Regions from separate parts of the Mus musculus genome. Here regions 1 and 3 are each linked to region 2. Evidence: chromatin contacts called from public HiCAR-type and promoter capture Hi-C data. All regions are on one chromosome and are shown on one strand. Each heading gives the region's core, a stretch centred on a gene start, on an enhancer-like site or on the middle of the called end of the contact. The rest is flanking DNA. Distances are from core to core; before and after follow the strand shown.

Evidence for each region. HiCAR-type assays count read pairs that join an accessible place to other places. Capture Hi-C pulls out chosen DNA fragments and counts their contacts.
Region 1: a contact with region 2 is called in a promoter capture Hi-C map of adipose tissue, with 2.8 times the contacts expected there. The contact joins the promoter of Coq6 here to the promoter of Rbm25 in region 2. A contact is called at or near these places in 2 of 39 promoter capture datasets (hippocampal neurons and pre-B cells), 3 of 115 datasets of contacts at active chromatin or transcription factors (astrocytes, embryonic forebrain and memory CD8 T cells) and 1 of 9 other capture datasets (adipose tissue).
Region 3: a HiCAR-type map of astrocytes shows a contact between it and region 2, with 3 times the contacts expected there. The contact joins the promoter of Zfp410 here to the promoter of Rbm25 in region 2. A contact is called at or near these places in 2 of 39 promoter capture datasets (the HPC-7 cell line and hippocampal neurons), 1 of 484 Hi-C or Micro-C datasets (myocytes), 3 of 115 datasets of contacts at active chromatin or transcription factors (astrocytes, embryonic hindbrain and memory CD8 T cells) and 1 of 9 other capture datasets (adipose tissue).

The regions. Positions count from the first base shown.
Region 1 is chr12:84,360,704-84,363,491 of GRCm38.p6, forward strand. It overlaps Coq6 (coenzyme Q6 monooxygenase), which reads left to right and starts at 1,265. Exons shown (of 12, transcript NM_172582.3): 1 at 1,265-1,534. The coding sequence starts at 1,348. It overlaps Fam161b (family with sequence similarity 161, member B), which reads right to left and starts at 1,125. Exons shown (of 9, transcript NM_001358283.1): 1 at 989-1,125. The coding sequence starts at 1,042.
Region 2 is chr12:83,630,982-83,633,681 of GRCm38.p6, forward strand. It overlaps Rbm25 (RNA binding motif protein 25), which reads left to right and starts at 1,262. Exons shown (of 19, transcript NM_027349.4): 1 at 1,262-1,436.
Region 3 is chr12:84,315,595-84,318,334 of GRCm38.p6, forward strand. It overlaps Zfp410 (zinc finger protein 410), which reads left to right and starts at 1,265. Exons shown (of 12, transcript NM_144833.4): 1 at 1,265-1,580. It overlaps Ptgr2 (prostaglandin reductase 2), which reads left to right. Exons shown (of 10, transcript NM_029880.3): 10 at 1-238.

The sequences.
Region 1 (2,788 bases), core at 15-2,514, 730 kb after region 2:
AATGCTGGCTCTTTCGTTTTAAAAACAACTTTATTGAAACACAATGTCCATAGTGTACAAGTGAGCCATTCAAAGCGTACTCTCCTCCAGTTTCTAAAACAGCCAGGGTCATCTAGCAATCACAGTAGAAGTCAGACCATTTTCACCATTCCTCTAAAGCAGTGTCCTCAACTGTTCTAATGCATCGACCCTTTAATACAGTGTTTCATGTGGTGGTGAGCCCCAACCATAGTCATTTTCATTGTTAATACTGTAATTTTGCTACTGTTATGAATTGTAAGGTAAATATCTGATATGCAGGATGATCTTAGGTGAAACAGATTGAGAATCTCTGCTCTGAAGCACCAGTGTAGCATTTAATTGTCACTTATATCCCTTAACCCTCCCACATCTTCCTCTCAACCTGTCAGCCCTAGGCAACTACCAGCCTACTTTCTGTTTTCAGAGATTTCGGGGCAAATTGCTTAACCCATCTCTTTTCTTTTCTAGAAAATGGGTTTGAGAGGATACAACACATTAAACACATTCAGTTTAATGAATTTTAATATATTTGAAGAGCTGCGTTTCGGTGCGTTTTCCTTACTCTAAAACGACAACAAAAACCTTGGAAGCTTTTAGAAGTCTCTCCTCACCTCCTCAGCCCTTTTAGAAGTCTCTCCCTGTTTCTCCTCACCTCAGCCCCATGCAATGACGCGCCCCCTAGATTTGCCTTTTCTGGATAATCATATTAAGATAGAGATCGCTTTTAAGATTTTCAAGGTTAATTCGTGGTTTGTTATTAGTACGATTCCTGATATCAGAGCCTGGTACAAGACACAAAAGACCCACGTCCCCCAAGACTGGTTCTCTAAGTGCCCAAGCGCTGCCAATTTTAATTCTTCGCCCTTTGATGACACGCCCCTGACTCTGTCTCCACGGCAACGCTAAACAGTTTCCACTCTTGAGGATTCCTTGCTGAGGCATCCGACTTCCTCCTTTCTCCACTCACCTCACGGCTCCACTCGGCGCACTCAGGACCTCCCGCAGTCCTCCCCACAGTCATCTTCCTAACTAGAGAGAGAGAGAAGCAGAGGTGAAAGCAGCAGTGACAACCGTGACAGCGGCGCCGGCGGTTAGGTACTGCTAGCCACGCCCCTTCATGGCTTTAGCCTTGGATTGGCTTCCAGTCTTTAGTCTGTTCCGCCCAATGAGGCAAGAGCGTCTTCTGATTGGATAATTTTCTTCAACTATTTTATTTCCGGTTTTGAAGACAGGGCTAAAACCACACAAGGTTGACGACTGCCCCGGAAGCACTTTCCAGGACCTATCAGGGAGAAGTCCCGGGCGCGGGCGCAGGCAGGAGTCATTATGGCGGCCCGCATTGGCTCCATGGCAGGCTTGCTCTGCGTTCGCTGGTGGAGTTCCGCGCAGCTCGCAGCCAGAGGAGGCCCGCTAGTTGCCAGCCAGCGATGGGCGGGCTCCTCGGCAGACACCGTGTACGACGTGGTGGTGTCAGGAGGAGGCCTAGTGGGCTCTGCCATGGCTTGTGCCTTAGGTAGGTGCATCTCGACCGCGGGCTGGAGGATCTGGGCTGTGGAGGGACGGTACTCACAGTGGAGGTCGGGACGCTGTCCAGACACCTAACGTGCCTGACCTGGTGCTTTGCTCACTGTCCTTCCAGGGGAGTCCTCGGGAATGGCATGGGTTCTGCGGGATCACAAGTGGGCGGGCCTTTCTAAGTCAGTCTGACCCTTGAGAACTGTCCAGGATTGTTTATGAGCACCTCGAGAGGCATCGGGCTTTGTAGTATCGGATGGTAGATCGGATTGACCTCGAAATCACAGAGATCATCTTCCTCAGTCTTCTGAGTGCTGGGATTAAGGCCCGCGCCCCCACTCCTGGTCTTAAAGCTGCTTTATTAAGATAACATTCATCTAGTTATAAGTGCTCCCACTTAAAGCGTACAGTCCAATGAGTTTTTAGTATTTTTGCAGAGCTATTCAGTACCTACAATAAGTTTTATTACCGTTTCCTTACTTTATAAAAAACCAAAAAGCAAAAAAATAAAAAAAGACTTGGAATTCATTAGATGTCACTCTCCACACTTCTGCTCACCTTCTCAGCCCTACAGACTCTCCTACTTTCTGTCTATAGATTTACCTTTTCCGGATAGTTCTATGTAGTTGGAGATATACTCTGTTTTAAAGGTTAATCCAGGTTGGAGTCTGTATCAGACAGCTTTTGTTTTGAGAGCTGATGCCATCCTCAATTGTGTTGAAAGTATGCTTGGTTTTCACTTTTGGCCTGTAAAGGAATGATGCTAGTAGGGACATTCTGTGTGCAAACTTTGGTGTGAACAGTGTTGATCATCTCGAGGCTATTCTCTAGTGAAATCTCTGGGTTATGTGGCAATGCTGATGTTTTGAAGACCTGCCAGACTTTGAGAGAGTGCCCCAGTTTATGTTATCATTGACAGTAGATGAATGCTCAGGTTTCTCCTGACCCTGACAGCACTATCTGCTGCCTTTTTTCTTTGTCCTCTGAAGTTCGTAGGAAGTGGCTTGTGTTTATATTTCCCTAATGACCAATGGTGTGGAATATATTTACCAAGTGCTGGCATGATGTAGCACCGTTTCTGGGCCCTTCGAAACTTTAGCATTCACATTTTGGTGGCTCGCTCTTGTGTTAGGTTTGTGTGTATGTTTTCCTTTGTACTGCATCCTTCTCTCGCTCTTTTCTGAGCGTCACGGGGAAGGAAGACAGCAGCTCTTTTACTAACGTTCACACACAATTCTGTTTTGTTATTGTT
Region 2 (2,700 bases), core at 12-2,511:
ACTACAATTCGGAATTGGAAGGCTCACCAGTGACCCTTATCTGGAGGCTTGGAGATCCTTATCTGGATCTTGGTTTGAAGATCTTGAGCCATAGTGGCTATGGATTCCAGAAGATTGAATCTCCGAGTTAAGGAACACACCTTTAATCTGGGCTATGCCTTTCATCTGGGATTAAAGGTGTGGTGGAACACACCTTTAATCTGGGCTACACCTTTTGCTGGAGACAATATAAGGACATTGGAAGAAGGGAGTCTAGCTCTAGCTCTTGCTCTTGCTCCTTCGCCTGCTTGCTGCGTGAGACTGAGTAACTGCTAGATCCTTGGACTTCCATTCACAGCTGCGACTGAACCATTGTTGGGAATTGGGCTGCCGACTGTAAGTCATCAATAAATTCCTTTACTATTTAGAAATTATCCATAAGTTCTGTGACTCTAGAGAACCCTGACTAATACACTAACCAACCAAGGTTTGCTATTTGTTATCCCAGGACTCCAGCTCTCCCAGGACAGGAATAAATCTCACTCTCCACCTTCAGAGAGACAAGCTCCTTGTAAACGAATTATAAAATCCTTCTGAGTAACAGGAAACAAAAGCAGCAGATACTGCTTATAAATTCCATAATTTGGATAACCCAGTAATTTGTGAGTATTCATTTTCACTGTTTTAGTATTTTTAGTCATTCGCACACTGCGGAAAGTTGCATTAAATATTCTTACAGGTTTCTGAAGATACCAAGCATCTAGTTACCTCTTTGACCCTGTTACCTCGCCTAAGATATAGTGTGTGTACGCACAAAAAGTCCAAAAAACCCAATATAGCCGTTGCCAGTTATTTCTTGGTGTGAGCAGTACTTTGCGAAGAACAAATGACATCTGGGCTTTCTATTGAGGTTCTCGGTCCCGCCCAGGTATCAGGTCATCGAACCTCCAAGAATCAGGAGACCAAGGTTCTAATTCCTGGAAAACGAACTACCAAAAAATGTGAGAAAACCTGTAACAAGCCCCGCGCGAGTAACCAGCCGGAACCTTGACCTCAAGATGGCGTCGCACAGTCATAAGATTCAATCGGCTCCAATCAAAAATGGCAGGGTGGGTGGTAATTTACAGCTCGAGCCTCTCTAGGTCCCACTAGACAATCCCACTCTATGGTCATCCCTCTGTACTTAATGAGTCAGAGGCGACGGCGGAGACTATCTAGGCATCACCTTCTCTATGGTTATCCCTTTCCACGCCTCCTGGCGCAGTGCACGCCGGGCAAGAGGAAGCCCTCCAGGAGCTCCCCGCGCAGCGCGGCTGTGTTTTGCGGCCTAGGCGAGTAGGCGCTTCGGAACCAGTCTCTAGAGTCGGGCGGCGCGCAGACACCTCGAACCGGTGGAGCCCCACTCCATCACCTGACGCCCAGAGGCCGCGAAGACAGTACCGTTTTCTTAGCGGCGGGTGAGTCCACGCTTCCGAACGCGTGAGGAAACCGCTCGACCTGCTACCTCAGCTGCGGGAGGAGGAGGCGGCGGCGGAGAAGCCAGGGCCGCTGTGGAGGCCCAGCGGGGTGGGGGGTGGGGGGGGGTGGGGAGACGGGGCGGGGTGGGGGAGGGGACGGGCACGCGGCTCGGGCTTCTCTTCCCCTCCAAGGCCTCGGAAAAACCAGTGAACCAGGAGCCCGGGGAGGCCGGGCCCACGGCCGGAGCGGTCCTCCGGGAATTTTATTTTATTTTTTGTCGCCCACTTTGTCTATTGGCTTCCGTTTCAGTTTGGGAGCGAATCGCCTCGGGCCCTGACGGGGCTCCTGTCTTAGCCAGGGCTAGGATCGGTCGGCCCGGAGGCCCTTGTCTCCTCGGGGCCTCCAGAGCCACCTCTCAGTAGGTTTCCGGGGCCGAGGACTCAAGTGCCTCCAGGCTGCGCCTTGAAAGTAGCCTGCGCCCACTCTTGGAGCGAGGTGCGGGCCACCAACGGATTTCTTTTCTGTCTGGTAGTCTAGTGCCAGCCGCCAAAAGAACGGGCCCCACCCCTCCTTGAGTTTATCGAGTGGCCACTTTTTTGGTTTTAAAGCACCTTTCCTGCTTGTTGGAGCTAGTGATGAGTTTCACCGTCTGATCCCCTTTCCGATTGGGAGGGATGCTGTAAAGGATCTCTCCATTCATTCTAGGCGGCACCAGCCTTCTTCATATTAAAATATGCTGCCCTCCTTTTGTTTTCAGTATTGATTTTTAAATACAGTTTTCGAAATAAGAGTATGAAGGTTATCTTGAAGTTATGTAATAATGGATTTATATTGACGTGGAAATGCCATTTTGATACAGGTCAGAGTAAAGCCGACCAAAAGGAGGGAAAAGATTGGGCTTCTCTTGTATCATAGTGCTTTAGTGAAATAAGGTGAATCAGGTAGAGGCAGTATTGTATAAACAGTTTTTTTGTGTGTTGTCTGTGAGCACCCTCAATTTCAGTTTCTCTTCAGTTTAAAAATCTCTTGTTTTTTTTCCCCACAAGTAAGAGGGTCGCTGTATGATATTGATTCTTGTAAGCCTGTATATAGATTTAAGAAAGGTTGATAGTTTAACGGGGAGTATTCACACCACGAATGTAATTTTGTGAGAACTTTAATTTTTTTATAAAAGATATTTCAAAGAGTTCAGTGTTCTCATAAGACATTCAATTGCTCAGTTGTGATTCAAGCAGACAATGTGCTTATTAAACTTTTTTAAGT
Region 3 (2,740 bases), core at 15-2,514, 680 kb after region 2:
TGAGTCGGAGTGGTCAGGGCAGAACACTGATCAGTACTCTAGGGGCTCTGAGGTCAATCCCCAATGGTACCTTCCCACAACAAGCCCCAAGTAATCAAGCTCCAGAAAGCTATAGGATTAAGTAAATTAACCAATGGTTATAGACATGACTATTCCAGATATACTGATGTATCACATTTGTTTTCTTAATTTTCTCAACCTTTAGAAAAATAAAACTGGAGATGTTTTCTGAGTATGACTTATGACCACTTTTTTTTTTTACAGTCAATATATTTTAGAGGCAAAACAAATTAGCAGCCACTAAATCAAATTTTGCAGCGTTCTAACCTTGTTTTACATACTTTCTCTGGACCCCAGTTTTTCTTTCTGAACAGTTCTTCATCTCTTCATATAGTGGTAACTGGTAAATCTTTGTTTTTTAATCCTTTCTTAAATTTTAGGATTTTAGCTCCTAGTAAACATCTCCTTGCCACCCCAAGATTTTTGTCCCAGATACTGTGTAGGCCAGTTGTCCTTGTCATGGCCATCCTCAAATGGGATCACAGTCATGCTTCTCAGTGCGCAGGACAAACTGTATCGAGGAAATGTTTTCTCCCGGAACATTTTGTACCAAAACTATGACTCCCTAGCTCATCCAGACTCCTGGCTTATCTCTAACTTGAAAATGAGCGCCTTCAGAGAACATTATATCTCACAGGCACTATCTTTAGTCCCCTACTCTTCCACACCGCATCATGTTTTGTTGTTGTTGTTGTTTTTTGTTTTTTTGGACAAGGTCTCAACTATGTAGCCCTCGTTCACCGGGAACTCCTGGAGTACTGGGATTGCTGGAGTTACAGGCGTGTGCCACCACTGCAGATCTTAAGTTTCATGCAGTCAAACTCGAAAGTTTCAACAAGAACTATTATCCAGCTTGGAACTTAGTTATCTGAGCCCTCAGTCAGTGCATCCAAGATCTCTGGAGAATTCTTAAATGTTTCTAACGCTGTACGTGTGCCTAAATTCACACCCAGTCCTAGGGGCAATGCAAGGCTTGATTTCCAGGTCCCTCTTTGGGCCATGAACATTTCAGGTGCTCTTCATGGGCTTTTGGTGTTTCGGGAGCTGTCACAGGTCCTCAGCTCCGGAGAAAGCTACCCTCCACCCCGCGCCGTCTCACCCATCCCAGCCGCCGCGGCCCCTGCTGAACAGCTCCGCTCAGCGGGAAGGCAGTGACGTCACGGCTAGACTGCACTGACCTGGTTTCAGATTTCGCGGACCTGAGAACCCTGAAGGGCAGACAGGAGGGGACGGGGCGCTGCGGTTCCTCGGCCGGGAGGGAACCCTGTGTGTGTCTCGGGCTGTGTATGCGTGTGTATGTAGCGGGGAGCGAAGGATCGCTCTCAAGCAGCGGCCCAAGAGTCAGCGCCTCCTCCTGAGAAACACCCGCGGGCGGAGAAGAAAGCGAGTGGGTATGTTGATGGGGGGCGGCCAAACTTCCTGTCCCGCTCTGGAGCTGCTTCCGGCGGGAGCCGGAAGACGCCGTGTGTGGACGGGATTCGGGGCTGACTGACGGACGGACGGCTGCCCGAGACTGGAAGGTGAGCTCCAGGCTAGTGTAGCCACCCCCGCTCGGGTAGGTGGTCCCGCCGAGAAAGGAAGCCACTTATGGGGTCTGGGGATCTAGAGCCGGGTTCGCCCCCGAAGGGCGCAAGGAAGCCGTCCCCCCAGACTCCCCCAGGCGTCTAGCGGGCGGGGAGCGACCGGTCCGAAGCCCGGCGGCTGCGGCCCTAACCCCTTTGGGGATCTGGGGCGCACCGTTTCTCCTCCTTTGCTTGTTCTTGAGGGAGGGAGCTTGGAGACCAGCCTGCCCCCCCAGAACGCGGGAGTCAGCGAGTCCCCCGGGCGGAGGCTCCGGACTGCACCCGCGGCTGGGCCCGCCCGCAGACCTAAGGGCCTTCGGCTGAGGCCTTTGTGCTGGCGGGAAGGGTTGACAGCGGTGCCCTGCCCGCGTTTCACCCAGGGCTGCCGGCACCTTTCCTGGGTCCACTCTCTGCCTTGGGCTGGAATAGGGAAGGGACGTCTGCGGACCAGAGCCGGACCTCTGGGGTCTCCTTTGCCTGTCACCTCAGGCCCGTGTGTGGGCAGCGAGTGTTTGCAGCCAGGATGTGTTTTGCTCGTTCAACTTGTTCTCTGAAGTTTCTCAAAAGAAGACGATCCAATTAGTTTATTAAACTTTATCTCACTTGCTCATGAGGCTCTGAGATGTACTTAGGAACCATTTGGGAGTGAAATATTATTGATTTGGGGTTAAGAGTTCATACATTTACATTACATTAGACACAAAGATCAGTGGAACATATGTAAAGAGAATAAAACATAGTTTGAGGTCAAAACGCGCAATTCTGGGTGTTTGGCGTTGAGAAATTACACTTTGTGGCAGATACAGGGCAGCCAAGCATCAGAAAATGTGGTTCTAATTTGAGCTTTGTATCCCAGTAGGTGTCAAATTTAGGTAAATCCCACAATTTCTAAGGTTTTTTTTGGGGGGGCAGTGGGGGGAGGAGTATGTCAGTGAAGAGGTTTACCGTTAAGGGCTGGCCATTATTCTGAGATACTAAACTGCATATGGAGAGTGACAAGCAGAAAGATACTGAGAAATCTAAACAGCATCACAGGAGTCACTTTGGGGTCTGGTTATTATTAATTGCTGGGATTATTAAAACATGTAGGATGAGAGGCACTGCTAGGTAAAATTTGC